Regions from separate parts of the Gossypium hirsutum genome. Here regions 1 and 2 are each linked to region 3. Evidence: chromatin contacts called from public Hi-C data. All regions are on one chromosome and are shown on one strand. Each heading gives the region's core, a stretch centred on a gene start, on an enhancer-like site or on the middle of the called end of the contact. The rest is flanking DNA. Distances are from core to core; before and after follow the strand shown.

Evidence for each region. A called contact is a pair of places that touch in the nucleus more often than the background predicts.
Region 1: a Hi-C map of leaf shows a contact between it and region 3, with 5 times the contacts expected there. The contact joins the promoter of LOC107948832 here to the promoter of LOC107945996 in region 3. A contact is called at or near these places in 17 of 34 Hi-C or Micro-C datasets (anther, callus, fibers and 4 more).
Region 2: a contact with region 3 is called in a Hi-C map of leaf, with 1.9 times the contacts expected there. The contact joins the promoter of LOC107895009 here to the promoter of LOC107945996 in region 3. A contact is called at or near these places in 2 of 34 Hi-C or Micro-C datasets (both in leaf).

What each region holds. Positions count from the first base shown.
Region 1 is chrA13:68,268,076-68,272,450 of Gossypium_hirsutum_v2.1, forward strand. LOC107948832 (50S ribosomal protein L18) reads right to left here and starts at 2,672. Exons shown (of 3, transcript XM_016883485.2): 1 at 2,536-2,672; 2 at 2,219-2,349; 3 at 547-1,097. The coding sequence starts at 2,542. The coding sequence ends at 645. LOC107948831 (bifunctional 3-dehydroquinate dehydratase/shikimate dehydrogenase, chloroplastic) reads right to left here. Exons shown (of 9, transcript XM_016883484.2): 8 at 4,263-4,375; 9 at 2,862-2,995.
Region 2 is chrA13:68,334,303-68,338,711 of Gossypium_hirsutum_v2.1, forward strand. LOC107895009 (FRIGIDA-like protein 5) reads right to left here and starts at 2,707. Exons shown (of 5, transcript XM_041085061.1): 1 at 2,546-2,707; 2 at 654-2,319; 3 at 1-66. The coding sequence starts at 2,241.
Region 3 is chrA13:67,657,999-67,662,548 of Gossypium_hirsutum_v2.1, forward strand. It overlaps LOC107945996 (protein BONZAI 3), which reads right to left and starts at 1,714. Exons shown (of 16, transcript XM_016880184.2): 1 at 992-1,714. The coding sequence starts at 1,147.

The DNA.
Region 1 (4,375 bases), core at 1,422-3,921, 610 kb after region 3:
AAAAAACCTGGATTGAAGTCTAATTAGAGAAACATGTTATGGTTGTGAATTGGGGAAAGTGAAATTTCAGAAACAGAGAAAAAGAATACGAATTACTTCTAGGAAGCGTACCCTATTGAAGATATCGAATAACCCTTTTGTGACTTACTAGAACACCCTTTATGTGTATTGCTGTTACAAAAGTATCGAATATCGATCTGTGTTATCGAATTAAAAATCCATGTAAACTAAGCAAAGTTTAATCAATAGATGTGTTTCTTATTTTCTTTGAGAATATATAGATCTTAACCAAATATCCAATCTTTTATAAAATAACAAATATTATATTGAAACTGTTTTATATTTTTATATTAAGATTAAAATTCAAAATACCATAATTTTTTATATTTTAATTTATACCATCTACTCAGTTGAAAATAAGAAAACTTGATTAAGCATTAAGAATTCAAACTTATTTCCAAGCATAAACCCATATAATTTGCAATTACAAGCATCTCATTTGGAGGTATAAAATCAAAATGTAAATAGAAATGAGAGAGAAATACATCAGTCAAGCATATTCACAAGCTTAATTAAATAACACAAAATATCTTTCAAAAGGTTTGGGTAAAGAGTGTAAAGATCAATAACTGAATTCAAATCATTCAATCAAGATAAACTTTAATATCAATTCCATTATCAATGAGGGATTGAACCACAGCTCTGATTTTGCCTTCGAATTTGTCCCTCTCCCTGGGAGTATAAGAAGCTGTATACACATCGGCTTCTCTCGCTCTCTCAGCTAATATCCGCCCGATTGCCAAGCAAGCCGGAATGTCCGATCTGGATCTCAGTACTGCTTTAATGTCTTTCGAGTTTGTGCCTGCGACTGCAACTTGCTTACATGTCACCCTATGTGTGACAGAAGCGGAAACAAACCGCTTCGAGATGAAGACATCAAGTGTAAATGGTTCCATGTAGGCTTCGGTCCGTTGTTTAAATGAGACATGCTTGTTCGGATTCTTCGACTTTTTTCCTTTCTGATAAGTGTATGGCTTGCTATTATCATCATCAAGAAAATCCTCTACCCCAAAAAAACTTCTTGGTGAACAATGAAACTGTACAAGGGAAAATGTTGTATAAAGTCTGCAACTCTGAACTTCACAAGCTAATGAAGCAACACTTCGGCACAAGGGATAATATCACTAAAAAGGGGATAATATCAAACTATACACTTCTCAATATTTGAGCATTCAACAATAAATAAGAGACTATAAGGAAATCATGCATTTTGACAGACAAAAGAAAGAAAATTTTGCATGTTTTGCGGATAAATTGGACTACTCTTTAGACTTCATTATCAAACACACACATATATGCATATTACACCTTAGTTCAACAAGCCAATGCTTTTATTTTTTGCACATTGCATCTTAGGCATATAAGCATAGATTGATAATATGAATTGGACAGATGATGGGGTTGATTTGATGCAAACAGAGTTATACGCATGCAGATTAAGCAAAAGGAAATAGGAAGAAGGAATGAAGCAGGTATTTTTCTGGAAAAGTAGAACCTTTCAACTAGATTTACACAACTTCCTTCCAATTAACATATCAAATAAATGAACAGCTTATATACATCGTCGAACTAGATTCACACGATTTTCTTTGAATCAACACGTCAACAAAACAAAGATGCACGAACAGAGCTTATGTATTCCCTCTCTCATCTTTCAAATTTTCGTCTCCACGATTTTCAAACCCCTAATGCAGGCCATACTTTACTTTATGTTTACCGTATAGGTAGATGTTACAATAAGCTTTAAATCTCTCCAGTCCACCCTTTTTTGGAACATTACTAGCATCATAATTTCTTCAACAGGCACGCGGTCAGAGCCCTGGGCTCCGAGCACATGACTTCATGTTCTATTTCACTCCCCACAGGGTTCATTTTCTCATGGTACTACTTTGCTATCGAGGAGCATTTAGCCTTATTTCAGTCAACACCAGTTCAATTCTTTTATTCATCACGCTCATAAAGGACTTTGCCAAAAACAAGTTGCAAAATAAGATTTTTCATGTTTTGTTTCTTGAATTATCAAACTATGAACACAATCTCTGGAAAACAATGGTTAGTGGTTCTGGTTTTAATTGAAAAAAATCGAAGGATAAACGAATTGGGTATCCATAAAAAAAATCTGAAGTAAGATTTAAAAGAAAAAAAAAAAAGTACCTACCTGTCCAGCGTGAAAAGAAGTCGTGGGCAAGTACAAGCAAGGCAAAAGAAGTTTATCACCAGAATCTGAAACTACCCTTTTGCTCAACACCTTCCATATCGCTTGCTTCAACATCTTACAGACAACACCCCCTGAAAACCAGAAACGAATTGTATAAAGAAGCATTATATCGAACAGTTGAAGTGCATTGTTAAAACTAGAGTACAAACAAAGAAAAATGAGTCTTGCACGAAATGTGAGAAAAAAAAAAGTAAGAGGCGTTTTTGGTAGAATAAATGAAAGGGAGATGAAGAAGAAGAGAAGCAAGAGAGGTAAACCTGGCATAGATGGCAAATACAAAACTGGGAACAAACTTACTAAAGCTGGAGAACAAAGTTCCACCGTAAATAACTTCGCTTGGATACAAAGGAATATACGTATTATTTAAATATTAATAAAGTGGTAACCTATTAGCAGTCAAGGCCTTTTGATCTAGTGGAATGAATTTTGTCTAGGGTGTGAGAGTTCCCGGGTTCAATTCTCGCAATGCACTCTTTATTTCCGTTACCAAAGTATTTTAATTCAAATGAAAAAAAGAAAAAAAAAGCATATTATTTTCTCTTCATATATATATTTTAATACTTATCTTCAATGTTCCATGTCCAATACATTGAATCATGATTAAAAAATTCGGGAAATTATTAGAATTTTTCCATCAATTAATTTTATTCAAGTTTTAGTGTAATCCACTACATCAGAACTCGGACGTAATAATGTCCCGCTTAAACTCTTCAGGTGCTGCAAAACAAACAGAAATTAAAAACCATATTAACAACTTCCACACTAATGACATATATTTCTCCAGTATTAGGATGTACTTTTTTGGAAGAAATAACACAGATTATCACTCCAAACTAAAGAAAAAATTAAGAGGATTAAAAAGAAATATCCTCAAGTTAGATATATACATTTAGGTATAATTATGATAACAATTAGAGCCTTATTTAGAAAAGAACATGATATACCTATTATAGCAGTTTTATTAGATAAAAGATTTGAAAACCCGATAAAAGCACTTATTGGAGGAATACAGTCTAATTTACATACCGGTGTAATAGGATTTAAGGTTAAACCAAACTATTTTATATCTATTACAGACTCTCTAATAGAAGAGTGTTTATGTTTAAGAATTCAGACAAAAAATTCTGAAATAAGTGATTTAGCAGAAGATTTAGCAATAAGTTGGACTTCTATTAATGAATATACCAACACGGCAGAAGTAGAAATTAAAGAAATTAATAATAAAATAACTGAGTTATTTGAACCTAATAAATTTACTACAGAAATACAACCAAAATTACTACATCTAAAAGACCTATCAATACCAAAAGATTGGATGATTGATAGAATAAGTGGTACTAGTACTTCAAAACCTGTAAGTACTATAGAATATATGTCATCTGGAGATAGACTATATTTTAAAAATAATGCTATAATAAATACAAATGATAATCTAGTTTTACCTTCTAATTCTCAAATAGAGGAAGAAGAAGATAATATTAGTACAAATTCCACAACACCAATAGGTATGAAAACAGATCAAATACCTATTTTCCCTACTGAACCTAGTAGAAATTCTAGAAATACTAGAATGGAAGAAATACAATCTACTACTATTATTCAACAAATAAAAATAGAAAAAAATGATATTATTACATCTTCAAATTTCCAACCTAGGAAATATTATACATATATAAAAATTACACTTCAATTTAGATAAGTTTAGAAATGATAGTAACCTATGTTACTGTCGAATACAAATAAGGGTCCATTTTGTTTAATTTTCACAAAGTCTAGCTAAAAAGTTATTGCACATTTTCAAACATGGTATGATGATATGACCCTCTAAAGACTCCAAATACATGGTAGACCTTAAAAAGATAGAACATACTTATATAAAAAATGTACCCTTATCTAACATTCACACCCAGTCTGAGCAACCCAGTTCCATAAAGTTTAAGGTATAGTTTAAGATGATTAAACAGGTAAGAGATTGAAGAGATACCTTGTCGATCAGTGAACAGATTGAACTGAGAAACTGCCTGCCTTAGGAACATTTCAACTCCACTCACAGTTATTGCCCCAGCAGCCTCCGCTTCTTTCAACAAACTTGTTTTT
Region 2 (4,409 bases), core at 1,457-3,956, 680 kb after region 3:
TTGCTCTGCAAATGATAAAATTTTCTGGATTTTCCGTTTTTATTTGATTAGGGATGATGGAGTTCACTAAGCACATGCAATAGAGAAGAAAAAGAGAGAGTTTAGTAAGAAAAGCAAAGTCTTAATTCTGCATTGCAATTACTAAAACATTCATAGCAGTGATGAGTTATTTCCATACGAGCATTACATATTTATATCAAGAAACTTTCTAAGAGCCAATGGCGGTGAATTATATCTCCAAGGTATATACAAGTTTTACTTTAGTATACTGCAACATCACGGACAACAAATGAGATTTCCTCACTTTATAACTAGAACAGCTAGAATAAAAAATGTCCTTCACAGGGTTGTTAAAATAGCGGATGGTTGCCCTAATATAGCAAAACATAATCATGTCACCTACAAGCCACCAAGCTTTCAAAATCTTCATATTGGCCATAGGGTGTAACTTCAACCATGGTTTTGAAATAGTAAACACAGTGAAATAAAGAGACTGAAAGTAAAGAACAATGAGCATGTCTTATGGTGCTCCACAACCACATAAAAAGAACAAAACACATCCTGTTTTGAATATGTACAGATACCTGAAACATATATGCAAGTCTGACTAACATAGCTATCAGTGAATTGATACATAAAAATAGAGAATCCACCTGATTCTGTGTTAGCTATTCCAACAGCCCGCGAGAAAAAAGAACTAGGATTCTTGCTGCTCGCTTGAGAGTGAAGGCCATTAGATTGTTTCTTCTCTTTCAATTCGAGTTCTTTACTTCTCTGTTCAACAGCCTTTTGGACGGAATCGAATCGGTTTTCCCTCAGTTCAAACTCCTTGACACGACCTTCAAATTGCCTCTTTTCTGTTTCCAGTTTTTCCAGGCCTTCCTCTAATGATCTTTTAAGCAAATCAAGATGCTTCTCCTTCATGTTAGCCTCCTGTAGTCGTTCACCGCATGCCTTTTCGACTAAATCCAGTTGCTTTTCTTTTGACTCAAGCGTGCCAGAGAGTTCCTCTTGAGATTTTTGTATTGCTTCAAGCTGCAGTTGTTTTGATTCAATTTCCTTGGTGCACTCCAAGATTGAGTTTTTAATTGAGGTAAGCTCTTCCTCCTTTGCTTCGAGCTGCTTGGAGCATCCTTCAATCCATATTTGAACCAAGCTGAGTTGTTTCTCTTTCAAATGGAGTTCTTGACTGAGTTCTTCCGTGGACATTTGTATAGCATTGAACTCTTGGTTTTTCAATTCGATATCCTTGGAACATAGTTTCACCCTTGCTTCAACTGATTTGAGCTCCTCCTTTGTTGATTCAAGTTGTTTTTCTCTCCTTAGAATCAATGTTTGGAGTGAACCAAGTTCATCATCTCTTGAATGAAGCTCTTGCAAGCGATGCCTAATTTTTTCATTGATCGACCCCAATTTCTTCTCCTTATAATCGAGTTTAGCAGCATGAACACAGATAGATTTGTCAAGTGCTTCATATTTTTCCCTTTTGGCTTCAAGTTCTTCCTCATAATCCTGAATCAAGGACTTGATTGAATCTAGCTTTTTCTCATTCTCATTAAGCTCTTTGCGCTGGTCCTCAACCATTTCTTGGCTTTGAACAAGTTCAGTCCGTTTCATATCGAGTTGATTAGAGCATTCCTTTATCGAGTTTTGCAAACATTCCAACTCCTCTTTCAACGCATCAGTTCCATTACTGGATTTTCGAATTTGTTCCTCAACCAAAATCAATTGTTTCTCCTTCCCTTCTAGCTTCTCACAACATTCACTTATCAACTTTTGCACAGAACACAATTGCTTGTTCTTCAAACTAAGCTCCTTAGAACAATCCTCAACCCATTTTCTAACCAAATCCAACTCCTGGTTTTTTGATTTAAACTCCGATGAACACTCTTCCAGCAATTTCCGCTTCCGATCAATTTCCTCTTCTTTAAACGTAAGCTCAACATTGCATTCGTCAACCTTTTTACTCAACAAACTTAATTCAATTTCTTTCAAACCAATCTCTTCTTGTCTTTCCCTCGATACTCTCATAGTAGTTTCAAGCTCTTTTTCTCGCAACTCGAAAACAGCAACCCTTTCCTCAATTTTCTGTTGAATCGAATCAAAATGACTCTCCAATTCTTTCCATTGTAAAGTAAACAACAGAACTGAAGACGCTAGACCTTTGGCTTGCTCAAGTGACTTACGAAGGTTCTCGCTCTTTAACTCACCAAGTCTCAACTCTGTCTTAAGATCCTCCATTGAAGGAAACCCCTCCCCCCCAAACAGAAACTTTTCCACTGTTAAAAAGTATATAAAACCAACAATTGCAAAACCCGGCTGCCAAAAAAAAAGGAGCAAGTTTTGAGCTCTTTTTTTTTTCAAAAAAAATAGTCTGTTATTTTAAATGCTTTAAGAGAAACTCAAATGCAAAACCCAGGTTCAGAAACCAAAAAGTTCAGGCCATATTCAAAAAAAACGTAAAGCAAAGCAAAACAGAGATATAAAGGACAATGCGAAAGAAAAAAGAAATAAAAAAAAAAAGGAAAAGCAGAAAGTGACGAACCTAGTTAAGGTTTTTGGCACAGTTTAAAAGAAACAAAGAAACCCTAAGGTGGGAAGAAAGGGAGAGATTTTTTTGTATGTAAATTTTGATGGTACTGTGGTGAGAAGATTTTGTTAACGACCAGAATTATTTCTGCGTAAGGAGTCTTTTCCTTTTCTGCCTAGACTAGCCCTTTTGGTAAAATATTCCATTATTAGTTCATGTAATTTTATCAAATTTGATATTTAATCCCTATACTTTAAAATTATAATTGAATCCTTCTACTTTTTCATCTTTAAAGGTTTAATCCAATTTTAATTTAATACATTTATTTTTTATTAACATGTCATATAAGAACAACTTAATTAATATGCCAAACTTGACAAAATTGTACAATAAATACTAACGATTTTAATTATTAGACTTTAATTCATAAAAATAAAATTTAAGAGGATTTAATTTTCAAGTTTTCAAATATAGAAACAAAATCTAAAATTTTTTCAAAATATAAAATATTTTAACTAATAAATTTAAAAAAGTTGAACCAATCCGGATCTAACTCCATTCATATTTAGTGCATGTTTAGTATTGTTTAAAAAAAAACCCTCTTAACCCCAAAAGCACTTTTAGAAGAAAAATTGTGTTAAACAAGTTGTTTTTTTGCTTAAATTTTTTACTTTTCAAAAGCATTTTAAAAAGCATTTCTGAGAAGAAAAAGTTAAAATTTTTAGTTTTTTCTCTCCCAAATATACTTTTAGTGTTTAATTACTTTTTTTATCCTTCCAATAACATAGTACTTTCTTTTTTTTTCCCAGTGCTTAATTACAAATGTATTAAAATTATTAATTAAAAATAAAAAATATTTTTTTAAATACTAATTATAAATATTTAATTATAAATATTTAATGGTTATATTTAAATATTTAAAATATAGTTTATATATTCTAATTAAATTTTATAAATATTTAAAATTTATATTTCATATAATAAAATATTAACAAGTTATAGTAAAAAAAATTTTATTCTCACTAAAATATAATAATATTAACTAATTTAAACATTATTTAAATGTATATTTGTTACTTGATAATAATATGTCTAAAATGAATATTTTATTTCTCAAAAATACTTTTTGACAACAATGCTAAACACTCAAATTTTTAACCAAAATTTTCAAAAATACTTCTCAAAAGCACTTTCTTACGGCACTTTTCGAAAGCATTGCTAAAATAACCCTTAGTACCACATAGCCTTCTATTCATATTTTCATAAAAGAAATCTATAAAACATAGACAAATAACACACAATAAGCTTTATAGCTTAGTAAGTTCGTAAGTGAATATATCAATTCATCAAATAAATGCAATTTAGCTATTTTCACATTACCAAATCAAAATCACATTAACCACGAACCTTTATCATGTCTCAAAACATGATCAAATACCATCTCATTGAACTTGTTCAATGTAATACTTGAATAGGTTTTGTACGTACCTATACCACCTCGTACTAACCTCTTTCTCAACTACGTCATTCTCTACCCATTGAACCATTTTAAATAGAAGTCGAATACTCAAGATCTCAATTGATAAGTACCTATACCATGGCTCGTAGCCAAATCAAGGTAACTTATCCCGGAGTACCTACACCATGGCCCGTAGCCAAATTAAGGTAACTCCTCACTGAAATACCTATACCATGGCCCGTAGTCAAATCAAAGGATCACTCTCACCCGGAGTGCCGATATCATTGCCCGAAGCCAACACAATAGCCTAATGACATGTCATTAGCATCCTAATTATTCCTAAGGTTTAACCGAGAAGTTTCGCTTGTCTATTTCATTGTCGAACACATCCATATAGTTGTATTCACAATTCAAACATTA
Region 3 (4,550 bases), core at 464-2,963:
ATAATCAGTATGTATTATTCCAGTAAAGAACGGTGAAATGTGCTATTGCTAAGAAGGGTCCAAATGGTTGTCCCCTGGTAGGCCCAAGCTAATAAAACATTCACATCAGCGAATGTGGTCCTATGTGCCCCAGCAAAATAAAAAATAATATAGTCATCCAGGGAATATAAACAAGGATAATAAAAACCACGTATAATGCCAAGCCCTTGCATATGAACAAACATTTATTTGATAAAGAATAAACCAATGATTAGGAACTTGTGTTTCCCGACTATTTGTACAAGAATCTAGAAAAGAGAATCTTGCACTGTTTCAACCAGGAAAACAATGATTAGGCCTTAAGTTCTAAAGTGGGTCGGTATAATTTAAAGCAGAAAGCCTAAACTTGCTGAGTAAATTGAAAAAGCCAATGATAACACATCAATTAATCCAGAAGAGAATAAGTCAAAAACATCTACTTTGCATGATGATTGATGCAGAGAAATAGTAAAAGATTTAGGGTTAACACGATAAGAACTACCATGAGCCCTAGAACCGCTGAAGATTGAACAGTAAACAATAGAAAAGAAACAATTCCAAGCAGTGGAAACATTCATTCAAAAGATCTCTTTAAATCTATGCTACTGCGACTCTTTTTCTTTTTTTTAATGTACATGTCCTGTAAATATGATCCTTTAAAAAACATCCAAATATATTAAAAAATCTGATTATACTTGTGTTGAGCATGTAATTATATCCCACGTTTGCAGTCAAGCCTAAATAATATAAACACGCTAAGAATCAAATAACCTCGTTAATCAATCCAACATAGGCAAAACACACACACAAACTAATGCGGTAATGCCATGGTAAAATCAATGTCAAATCTCAAAATTCCTTCTTAGTTAAGTGTAAACAAAGATGATTCTATTCTGATGCAAAACCCTTATAAAAAATTGTGAACCCAGCAATTTTAATTATAAACAAAAATATAGATAAAAAGTTATAGTACCTCAACTGGAGTAAAAAGAGGAGATTGACCTCTATCTCTGAAAAAGCGTTCAATGGCTTCGTTATATCCTGCGTCATTATTCATAGTGGGCCTACCATGAACCCCACCTATAGCTTGCTTGCCTCCTTTCAAGTCACCAGAAACGCAGCCTCCCATGTCCTTTTCAAATTAAAACCCTAATTATTTAAACTGATTCTTGAAGTTCAAAATTTGGTTTTTGCTTCCTAGTGCTTTTCGAGGAAATAGAGCCCTCTTAATAAAACAACAAAAGGGAATTGGTGGGGTTTAGGTTGCAGTGAAAAAGTTTTAGTGGACCCAAAAGAAAAACAGAAAATTTTGTCGACTAATTCAGGGATGAATCCCTTTCGGGTTTTGAAGGCGTTTCAAATGCCGTACGATCGAAGAATAATCAATATTAACAAAAAAAGAGTCAACTGGTAAAAAAAATACAACAAATTGTTCAAAGAAATACGATGAGTCAATCAAGGGAATCTTCACAAAATTTAATGTGTTTTTATATTAACAAGCAAAATGAAAGAGATTTTTCTCGAGAAAACCAATTTATGGTCGAAAATAAAAAAGAAAATAGATTCAAGAAGGTTGGCTGCTGCTGGGTGTCAATGTGTTTTAGGTTTAATATCCCTTTCCTGAAAAAACAAAAAAGATTAGGTCATTAAAAGTTGTAAAATTATCATGAAATATATCATATAATGGGAAGTTTCTAAGTTAAATGCTAATAATCAATTAAGATACTCTTCTTCTTTTTTTACATAAAATTAAAATCTTAATCAAACCCTAAAAAGAATTGCATTATATGATTAAATGCTAATAATCAATTAATATATCATATATTTCGAAGATATTCTTCTAAGTTAAATGCTAATAATCAATAAATATAAAATTAAAATCTTACATTCAATTACTAAAAAGAATTGCCATAATTGCATTATATGATTATATATATTTGTGGATTTAAACTTACGAATTATTTTCCGCTCTAGAGAGGTAAACTTATTCCTAGTTTAGGTAAAATTATGTTAATAATCAATAAATATATTTGTATCAAAACATTTTTATACTTCATTTTAAATAAAAATAAATAAATGGTTTTAAGCTTCATTAAATTCTATCTTATACTTTACGTTTTGTTTGATAAACTGTTAAAAAATTTAAATTAATTAATTTGATAATCTAAAATAAAAACACATCAAAATTTTCTATAAAGAAAATTGTAAAAAATGATAAGTAAACTAGAGCTATTGGAAAATATTTTCAATTATTTTATTTTTTAATATTTTATTATCCTATAAAAATTTTACTTTTAAAATCTATATTTACCAAACAATCTAATTATATTCTATAATAAATATTAAATAATTTATCAAATAAATTTCATGATTTAAATTCAGTACTTAATTTTTTAATTTAAAAAACAACACTTTAAATTTTCAAAATATTAATTTAATCAATTTGATTGAATACCACCAAATAAAATATAGTTTTTTTTATAATCAATTTAATATTCTAATAATAATTTTATATAAGAAAGAAAATCAAACAAATATTTACAATTTTTTCATTAATTTATATTATCCATACTGAATTCATAATTAATTATATTGAGGAAAAAATACCGAAACTTCAAAGATTTATCCTCAACAAATTACATATTTATTTTTATAAATATCATATCAACCAATACAATTAAGCATATCATTATTAAGATAGTAATTACAAAGGATTGTAATTCTCTAGACTTGGTTGGCAAAGTGTAATTATATCCTAAATTTTTATGTTATATTTTGGTAATACAAATTGTAATTACACAGTTACATAATTTATATTTTTAAAAAATATTAATTACTATAAAAATTATTAGTATGATAAAAATAATTTCTAAACAAGTAATAAAAATTAAAATCAAATCATCATATGTATTATGTCTAAAAAGTAGTCAATAATACAATTACTAATAAAAGAGAGAGAAAAATAAACATCATATGCAGTTTTATCTAATTGTTATATAACAAATGTAATACCCCACCCGTATTTGTTGTCGGAATAGGGTTCGAGGTATTACCGAAGTTTACAAATTAATTTAATTTTTTTAACTCAATATAACCTCTTTATAGATAACTAACCTACCCTGCAATTTTAAACCGAGACCAATCCACATCAACCAATCCAATTCAACATATTTTCAAGATAGATTCATGCATATTTATAAGATAACCTCATCACATACCAAAACCAAGATTTGTTAGTCATACCAATGGCTGACCTTACAATCATTTCACATTAACATTTACTATATTAGCTTATACATGCTATTGATTTCCAAAATAAAGTTTCTTTATATACCGAAATCTTGAGGTTGATACTGTGATATGTCTCCGACCGAATCCGACCTCCGAGCTCTTAACACTATAAAACAGGAGAAAAGGAAACAGGGTAAGCACTTTGTGCTTAGTAAGCTCATGTAACAAGAATTATACTAACCTAATATTTTCAATACAATGCAATAAACATTCAAATATCCATTCAATGCATATTTACTCTTACATGCACAAACTCAACATTCAAGTTAGTCCAATAATTTCCATGTATCAATAATATATACCATGATTGATGAGCTCATCAATACCATGATTTCCATTCCCTTGTTATTTTTCCATATTTATCCCGTTGAATTTCTCGGAATTTCGATGGGTTTTCAGAGGTACACTTTTAGTATACAATTCTTGGTCCGTCAATTCATATTCATGTGCGCACATTTTCATTTCAGATAGCACACTCCCACAAATCTCATCCTTATAGCGGGATTACCAGGTCAAGCTAAATCCCCTATAATATAAACTCATAGAATATTGTCGGGATTACCAGTCTAGGCTAAATCCCCTGCAACGACAATTACTCTAATGAGCTAGGATTTGAATTACCAGTCCAAGCTAAATTCAGACCCTAATTCGGATTACCCATCCGGGCTAAATCCATTTTACACATATTCTTTGGGAGGGCTTATATCAAGATCACCCGTTCGGGCTAGATCCTTTTTTACCGTCAATTCCTTTTCAATTATCCTTCAAAATCCATTCCATCCAACAGGGATTTATTTTTGCTTTTTATCAAATATTATCAATATTTCATCAATTATCATACAATGAACATTCAAATCATATTCACATCAATAACATAAATTTCAAGCATTTAAGAATATAGTTCAAGTTATACGAACTTACCTCGATACTTCTTCGTATAGAAAAATTTGCTAATCCCTAACTTTTTCTTTTCCTCGATCTAGCTTCGTATTTGAATTTTCTGGATCTAAATAAATAAATTTAATCATCAATTTAATACATTTCATCTTCATATGTAACATTCTCTACAATTCCACTATTATTTATAGTTCATTCAAAGCTATCTACTTAATTCGTAGTCACTAAATTATTTATATTTTAAGCTGCAGAACTCCAAACTAAGATCCTCTAATTTTCCCTGAAACTAAACTCACGTATCTTCTTACCATAAAATTTTTAGAATTTTTTGTTTAACCAATAAG